Regions from separate parts of the Sus scrofa genome. Here region 1 is linked to region 2. A link is a contact called in public Hi-C data. All regions are on one chromosome and are shown on one strand. The core of a region is the stretch at or near the end of the contact, and the rest is flanking DNA. Distances in the headings are between cores, read along the strand shown. Region 1 overlaps SYBU (syntabulin). Region 2 holds the start of LOC110260476.

Evidence for each region. A called contact is a pair of places that touch in the nucleus more often than the background predicts.
Region 1: a Hi-C map of liver shows a contact between it and region 2, with 4 times the contacts expected there. The contact joins the enhancer-like site here to the promoter of LOC110260476 in region 2. A contact is called at or near these places in 3 of 5 promoter capture datasets (fetal liver and liver), 8 of 47 Hi-C or Micro-C datasets (brain, embryonic fibroblasts, liver and 1 more) and 1 of 2 datasets of contacts at active chromatin or transcription factors (skeletal muscle).

Annotation. Positions count from the first base shown.
Region 1 is chr4:27,957,043-27,961,661 of Sscrofa11.1, reverse strand. All of the region lies in intron 4 of SYBU (syntabulin), which reads right to left. Among named protein-coding and RNA genes, the nearest start is that of EBAG9, 55 kb to the left of the region's middle. Within about 2 kb of position 2,126, at least 9 of the 83 cell types and tissues checked have an H3K27ac peak or open chromatin away from gene starts, as enhancers often do. A contact at or near this core is called in fetal liver, liver and skeletal muscle, where this site is marked.
Region 2 is chr4:27,896,202-27,900,216 of Sscrofa11.1, reverse strand. It overlaps LOC110260476, which reads left to right and starts at 1,260. Exons shown (of 2, transcript XM_021090801.1): 1 at 1,260-1,416; 2 at 1,419-2,737. The coding sequence starts at 1,260. The coding sequence ends at 1,603. It overlaps SYBU (syntabulin), which reads right to left and starts at 953. Exons shown (of 9, transcript XM_021089009.1): 1 at 760-953. The coding sequence starts at 783.

The DNA.
Region 1 (4,619 bases), core at 877-3,376, 61 kb before region 2:
GAGGCTGTTTACTAGTTAATGAAGATCACATTGCATTTGGAGCACCCCTAGAGTTCAGTGTGTAACTGGAACCATGCCATGTGGTAGGATAATATAAATTTATTTTTTTAACAAAAAATACATAGTTCTCAAATACCAATAATGAAAACATTCCACGGCATGGATTGCCTGAGGAAGGAAGTGCAGGGGACTGGAAGAAGTAACAGAACAACCTCCCCTTTTCTGGGGGTTCTTTTTAGGGCTGCACCCTTGGCATATGAGAAGCTCCCAGCTAGGGATTGAATTGGAACAGCAGCTGCTGGTTTAAGCCACAGCCAGAGCAATGCCGGATCCTTAAACCCACTGAGTGAGGCCGGGGATTGGACCCACATCCTCATGGATACTGGTCCGGTTGGTAACCCGATGAGCCACAACGGGAACTCCAGATTTTTTTTTTTTAGAAATTTCCAGATGCTTTTGGAAAATCTATCTAGGTACCCAATTTTATTTGACCTTACTTCTCAATTCCTACAACATGATTTGTGACTCTTCTGCCCTAGAAGCCAGAGCCAGATCACATGTCTGAGTTGAAATATATGACTAATCTAAATCCCTTGAGTTTCTAACAAGCAGTGGACAGCAACTGTCATCATCTATTGATGATAACCCCTTATGGCGTGCTTACTAGGTTCTAGGCCCTGTTCAAGGCTCTTTCTGTTCTCAGTATCCGTTAATCCTGACAACTTTGTAAGGCAGATATTAATCTCACTGTTATACTATTGAGGAAACCAAAGCTGATTTATTCATCCAAGGCTTGTGGGTAGCTGAGTCCTGTCCAGGACCAAATTCCCCTTCTATTTCTGCGATAACATCTCCTCAGAAAGGCAACAGGAAGAAGCGGGGGCAGGAGAGGTTCCTGAATAAACTACTGTTTCCCTCACAGCCAGGAGGAGCCATCAGGACAAGATGCAGCAAGACCAGCCCACTGGTGAACAGATGCTCTCTCTGACGGGATGTATTAGTTTTGCTGGAGGAGGAGGAGAAGGTAAGCAACAGCAAGGCAGAGAGAGAAATATCCCTTCCTCAGCTTCCAGGACCTCTCAGGAAGTTCAGCCTCTTCTGGGAAAGAGATCAAGAATGATCCCTTAGCACAGATGACAGCAGTGAATCTCAAATCCCAGCAGAATTCTGGGAGGATTAAGGCAGCAATTTATCAGGACTGGGAATGGCTATTCCTCCTGGATTCAAGAGCCTTTGTCTAATGATGTAATGAACTCCTAGAAGCCCCCCGAATTTCATTTGCTGCCTCTGAGTAATACAGTGGCCAAGCTGTAGTATTTAATAGTCTCCAGGACTCGTGACTGGTAGTGCTATCCAGGAACACACCAGTCCTGACAGCCTACTTCAACCAGCCCTAACTGCTAGTGAATTAAGGGTTTGGTTATTAAAGGCAGATGATTCTTATATATAGATTCTGTGGCTGCAGCCACCAGGTATAACATTATTTTCTAATGTAAATTTATTACTCTGAAACACCCAATTTTCTTTCTTTAAAAGGTATGTGGAACCCCGATTACAATTTAACTGCCTGTGTACAAATGGAAATTGTAGAAGAGAAACAGACAATTGCTGAAAATCCATTGTTACCTCATGGAGCCTTTAAACTGCAATAACTATGTACCCTGAACTGAGGGGGCAACTTTGTTCTAAACTTTATTGCTACTGGAACTCAATATATTGACTCAATTGTTTGCACGACCTAAGGTCACTTTGTTCCTGTACTTTTCGAGCTTCTCTTCTGCGCTTCTGAGAGAGACTGAGACACTCATTCAGGACCCCCGGCAACTGCATTCAGGACTATTTGAGTTTGGTTATTGCAATGTAAAGTCAATGCACTCTTTCTAAGGGGAACATAGAAAAGTCAGTTTTACTAGGTCATCTGAATATGTTCTCCCCATTTACTAAGCAAGATAACTAAAAGGAAGGCTGGAGACCTGAAAATCCCCTGTTTTTCATCCATCAGCTGGCAATGAAGATAGAAGGAAGGAGAGGCACCCTTTAGGTATTTCCTTTAAACAGTGTATGTGACTGGGTGATTGTTGTGGGTGCTGGAGTTCAATGCTCTTTTGGGTTACAAATATCACACACAGAGATTTCCTAACCGAAAAACATAAGCCCTGAGTCAGCCCGGGTTCACATGCCGCATCTACTTCTTACTAGCTGGAGGACATAGGCACATTACTTCACTTTTCTGTGCCTCTGTTTCTTCATCGGTGAAAGGATATGATGATCATAGCACCTGCCTCACAGGGTTACTACAAGCAATGAAGATCCATCTACCCTCTTAGAAAAATACCTGATCCGTTATAAGCTCTCAATACATGTTAGCTGTTATTATTCTGCAAGGGTTTAAAAAGATAACTTTTATTATACAATATATTTCCTTTGTGGAAAATTTTAAAAAACAGCAATGATCCAGAGGGGAAAATGTAGTCCTTAATTCCACCACCAAAAAAATAACCTTTTGGTATATAACTATTTAGCATTCATATGTAAAATATTATTATGTAAGCTAATATTAAAAAATATGTGAATATCTTTAAAACATGGCCCATTTTGTTTTATTATATCAAGGAATATGTAGGCCACATCCAGTTTTCTATTATTAGTAACAAACGCTATATGCCAGAAACCATCCTGAGCATCTTTTACATATTAACTCATTTATTTCCCACAATAGGACAGAACCTATGAGTCCCTTTTACGGATCAGGTGGAGAAGTTGAGGGACGTACACAGGGGACACAACTAAGAAGTGGAGCCAAGACGAACCAAGCCATCTGACCCCAGAGTCTATGTCCTTAAACACAGGTTAACGGATCTTCTCAGACATACACATTTCTATCCCTGTCTGCTTAATTCCTCAGAATCAATTCCTAAAAGTAGACTATTTAAGCCAAAATATATACTCATTTTAAGACTTCTAAAGTATTTTCCACAGGGATTTTTTTTGGATGGCACTAGCCTAAGGCAGTTTTTGTAGTCAAGAAAGTGCCCACCCGGCTGCTTGTGTGTAGACACCGGACTCTAGATGTCATAGGGGATGCTTCAATGGAACACAGGGAACGGTATTTGGCCATTGAAGAGCTGTGCTTGAAAAGCTGAAGGGAGCTTAAAAATGTGCATCTCCAGGTCATCCTCATCAATTCTATCTTCAATCAGCTGCTGGGGCTGGTGGAGAGGGATTCCAGGACTGAACTGGGAGAATGAACTTGGTGACCTTTAAGATACTTCCTGATGCCCACGTCTTGGTGATCACACACCCTGCAGCAGAAGGCATTTTCCAACTATCAAGAAGCTGTTCTCACTGGCCTCTGGACGCTCTGGAGGTTTTTTTCTTTGGTAGAATTCCTGGGTTCTCTGGAGAGGCCTTAATTTCATTCGTAACCTCAGGGTGATAAGCATTCTGTGCATGTGATGGTAAGGCCGGGAATTAGAGAAAGAGAGGAAAATGGACACAAAAAGAAGATGGGCAAAAACTGCTAAATAGACGTATTAAAAAAAAAAAAAACACTGCCTGCAATCCAGTCTCTTAGGACGTTATTATTTTTGCCTGCTTTCAGGAGACTGTGGCATCCTCATACATCAGAACATCTCAGGCCTCTGAGAACAAAGCCATCCTGATATCTTGTAAGCTGTATTAAGCCATCCTAAACCACTTATTTAAGCAACTCCAAGCCATCCGTTATTCTTTGTCACCACAAAGCTATCAAATTAATTCGGGTTGGCCACCTATATCCTCACTTCAAATAGAAGCAACAAATTAAAAAAAAAAAACAAAACAACAGTTCTGCATCAATTCATCCTCCCATCCCTGCGTCCCCACACACAGATCTCAGATCTTTTATTTAAAGGTCTCCAGGGAGGAGAGAGGAGCCATTTTCACTGAAGCCAAGCAGCCCTATTAAGGAACAGCTGGAACAGTGGACACATGTAATTACAGAAGACACTCTTAAAAGCAGCGACTCCTAGGTACGTTCAGTAGCACTGACTCTTGGTTTGTAAACCTTTGCGGGCCCAGCCTAGGAATCCATGAAATGCTTCACAGCCTAAAGAGGAGTTTTATTTTAGTTTTTGAAAACTGTTCCCAGAACCCCTCTTGGTGTTTATTTCAGAAAGGGAATAGTTTGGGAGTTCCTGTCGTGGCTCAGTGGTTAACGAATCCGACTAGGAACCACGATGTTGTGGGTTCGATCCCTGGCCTTGCTCAGTGGGTTAAGGACCTGGCGTTGCCGTGAGCTGTGGTGTAGGTCACAGACATGGCTCCAATCCTGAGTTGCTGTGGCTCTGGCGTAGGCTGGTGGCTACAGCTCCAATTCGACCCCTAGCCTGAGAACCTCCATATGCCACGGGAGCGGCCCTAGAAATGGCAAAAAAGACAAAAAAAAAAAAAAAAAAAAAAAAAAAAAAAAAAAAAAAAGAAAGAAAGGGACTAGTTTATCAAAAGATCAGTAAACTGAATGGGAGATATATATATATATATGAATTTTTTTTCTTACACATCAGAACATAAGTCTTGAAAAACTGTAAATAACATTTCTATTTTTATTATAATTTCAGAAAGGATTTACCTTCATTCTG
Region 2 (4,015 bases), core at 11-2,510:
AAAAGGAAGAAAAACCACACACACACACACACACACACACACACACACACACACACACATACCCACCCACCCACTGCTCCCTCTAACCTGTGCAAAGGAAAAAGGGCTTCTGATTAGGTAACAAACACTATTTGGAAATACGACCTCCTGCTCATTTCCACGCGGCTTACCAGGAAGGGTCGCTGCCAAAGCAAACAGCTTTGGGAGGCCCTCGCAGTGCAGAAATTGCAGGGAAAGCCCAGCCGCGGGTAACTCCTGCGGTCGCTCAGGCATCCACCCTATCCAGGGGCGCAAGCCGCACCCAGCCTCTGGATTTGTTCTGCACATCGGTCACCCAGCAGGTATCACACGTCAGCCACTCCGCTGGCACAAGGCAGACCCTGAACCAATGCTGGAGTCCTTATTTTTCAGTCACCAATACATCAAATCCTTTTTATCCACATCACACACAGATAACATCAATTGAGAGCTAGATCCGAAATCTCCAATTTCAGGGGATGGGATTAACCCACCAGAGTTAATCTTTTTAATCCTACTGTCAACCCTCCAAATCTTTTTCTCCAGTACCATCTCCCCATCTCCCAGGTCTCATCACCTGAGCAACTGCTCCCCTGCCTTCTCATCGTGCCCAGCACCTCCTTGTCCCCGTCTACCATAACTCTGTCCGCCAACCTTTTCAGCTCTCACCTGACCCGCCTCCTTCTCCCTCTGACATCGGCGGACACTGCCATCCGCACCCGCAAGACGTGCCCTCCTTACCTTGGTCTCCCGAAGAGGTCCCATCGCGCTGCAGCCCACTGGCTCCTCGCGCCGCCGCTGCCGCCGTCCAGGAGGAGGCACCTGCGGGCACCGGGGCCAGGACACTGCGCTGAGCCCGCGCGCGCTGCGGGCGGCGGCTGCTGCGGGGCTCACGCGCCGCCGCCGCTGCCGCGGTTCGCGCTTGGCTCCGAGGGCGCGCCCGGGCGCCCCGCCCCGGCCGGACACGTGGTGCCACCGCCGTTCCCCGGGCGCCGCCCACTCTCCCGGACTTCCCTTACCTGCCAGCCCCGGGGAGGCACCCCCGTGCCCAGGGTCAGCCCGACTTTGCCGCGGGCACTTCCCTCTCAGGTCCGCGCGCCCCTCCCTCTCTTCTGGGACAGACCCAAAGGGGGCCGGCGGGGGCTCGGAACATCTCCAGCCGGGAGATGCGCAACACCCCTTTTTCTGGCACCTCGTATCGGGTTTGAAGGGGGTGCACGTCGGATTGAAGAACCCATTAAAGCTGTGATATCACTGAGAACCAAAATGGAGAAAGGGAAAGTTTCTCCCTCGCGGCCCCTCCATGCCCTTTCGGTTTTAGGTCAACATACAGCTCCCCACAATTATCGCCCTAGAGAGACACTGGGCGGGTCCCCCTCTGCCCACACCCCAGCCAAGCAATGCTGCAGGACTGACACAGCATATGGGTTCTGGGATCTCCAAGGTTGCGATTCTCTGTGGCGGATTTGCATCAGATGGGCTCGGCATTGGCAGTGCAACGCCGCAGGGAAAGAATGAGGCGGGTTCCCGTGGGCTTGGGAAGCCAGGCCGCTTAGAGCGAAAGCAGCCTTTTCTCCAGCTCTGACCTGCAGCCGCCCCTGGTTCTGGAAACATTGCACTTGAACTCAGAAAACCGGTTCAAGGCAGCACTTCACTTCCTTCTAGGGGAGTGCCTTTATACCTAAAGTTCTTGACCTCTCTGGACTTCAAATTTATCCTCCTTAAATTTGAGGGGTAAAAATAATAATACCTCAAGAGTAGCTATGAGGATTAGATGAGGAAAACAAAACAAATACCCCCCCACTTCCCCCCCAAATCAGCTGTACCCAGCTGATGGAACAAAACTTTCCAAATGGCTGGAAACTCTATATGAATAACTTTGATGCCTTTTATTTCAGAATTGGAGAATATCTAAGCAGCAACGTGAACAGGGAACAGTCTGATCAATACACTCAGTGTTCTACATGGGAGGACTATGATCCTTGAAAATAGTTTGAACACCACCATCTCATTCTGTCCTCCAAAGAGCATTTTTTTCTGAGCCCTAAAATTTCAAACATAGGATTGTACAGTGTGAATCTTAGAAAGAGCCTGAAATCAGACGATGAGGTGAAATCAATTTGCCTCCTCTATATCCCTAAAGAGATTTTATTCCATACATCTTCATGTCTTTTCAATCAGATCTCTAAAATGTGTGAAGTTGGTAATCTTAAGATTCTTTATTTGGGGGAAGAGGTGATTAATTCATACTTTTATACCCACCCCTATCTCAGAGAGGGGCTTCAGGAAAGTGATGTTCCAGGATGGCCCCTGCAATCTATTAGCTCGAAAATTATGTCCCAAGGACATATACTGTAGATAGGCGGGAACTGTTAAAGTCAAACTGTTAAGCTGCTTCTGCGTTCCCTTCTGAGAACTGAGAATAAAAAAATCTGGGGACCCAACAACAGAAACCCCTGCCACTATGAAGGTTTCAAGTCAGAACCTCAAAGTCTTTCTTGACTTTTTCCGCCCTCACATGGCCCTCACAGGGCGGAAATTACAAATGAACTCCATGCTACTGTAGAAATAATGTCTTGAATCTGATTACTTCTGTCCACTGCTGGACTGCATTACCTTCATTGAGAGTCTAAACTAGAAACATCCTGGATTATTGCAATAATGGTCTTACTAAAATTGCCTTTCTTCCAGTCTTGCTTCTTATTCCTTTCTTGCCAGTTCCGTAATTTTTCCACAAGTCTTTTCTGAAATGCCATACTTCTTCATTAAAACTCATTAATGATTTCCCAGTTGTCCTCCAAGTAATATTCAAATTCCTTAAAGTGGCACAAATGCTGTTCTTGATCTGGCTTTATTTCTCCCATCTCATTTCTTGCTCTTCTAGACCCCCCATCCCTCACCACCTCTACACATCCTCTATCCACCATCCCTCTGCCACTCCCCCACCACATACAAATAGATACCCTCAAACTGCAGAACTTGTAGTTCTCAGAGGCATCATGCTCTTGTTTTCTCTAGACTGTGGCACATTCTGGTCCCTTTGTCTAGAGCATTTCTTGCACCCCACCCACCCATTCTCCTCAACTCCTAGGGATGCATACACTAAGTTTCATTTTAGAAAGTTTCTTCCAAAACCTCCTCTGACCCCCCAAGATAGGCCCATACTTCCAGGACACCTGTATTTAATTCACCCCCTGGAGAGCTGTTACAGTCTTGTATCAGAATTTCCTACTTATTTGTCTGTCTTCACCAGGGATGTAAGCAGTGCCTAGCACAGGTCCTGACACAAAGGCACACAATATATAATAATCAAATGAATGAATGCCTGAATGAGTGAATTCTAATAACACCTTAAGGGCTCCATCAGTACAGAATAAAGAGCAGAGACACAACTTCTGTTTAGAAAATGACTCAGATAAAGCTGACTCCAATATGTCTTTGTATTTGATGATGGGGTGTGTGCCTTAAAAAAATCCAACATGTGTTCAATGAAAGCGTTTACTGCAGAAGTGCAGGCAGTAAGAGGCCTTGCTGTAGCCCTGCTGTCACCATAGCAACCTGCTAAGGGAAAGGCTGATGATTTAGTGTTCAAACGCCTCTTAGCTCTATACTTTTGGAACCCAAGCCTGTTTTTATGCTGTTTTAAAAGGCAAGTTTTACAAATGCTAATATATATCCTGTGTTGAATTTCAGTCGAGTGTTTCTCACATCGTTAAGGGAAGTGTCTTATAACATTTGGATTATACCATCAAAGAGATATAATCTAATATAGCGTATTATAGTCATTTTAAATTGCTTTAAAATATTCTCATGCATCATTTTCAGTTTCTACCTCAATACTTACTGTCTGGTTTTTTAATTTTGTGGCTTTTCCTTTAGAAATGAATGCAATGCTGGGTTGTTTTTTTTTTTTTTTTTTTTTTTAAGAAAATATCAACTATCTCAGAAGGCCGGAACCCTTCAGGATTATAAACAATATCCCTGCTCAGACCTGGGA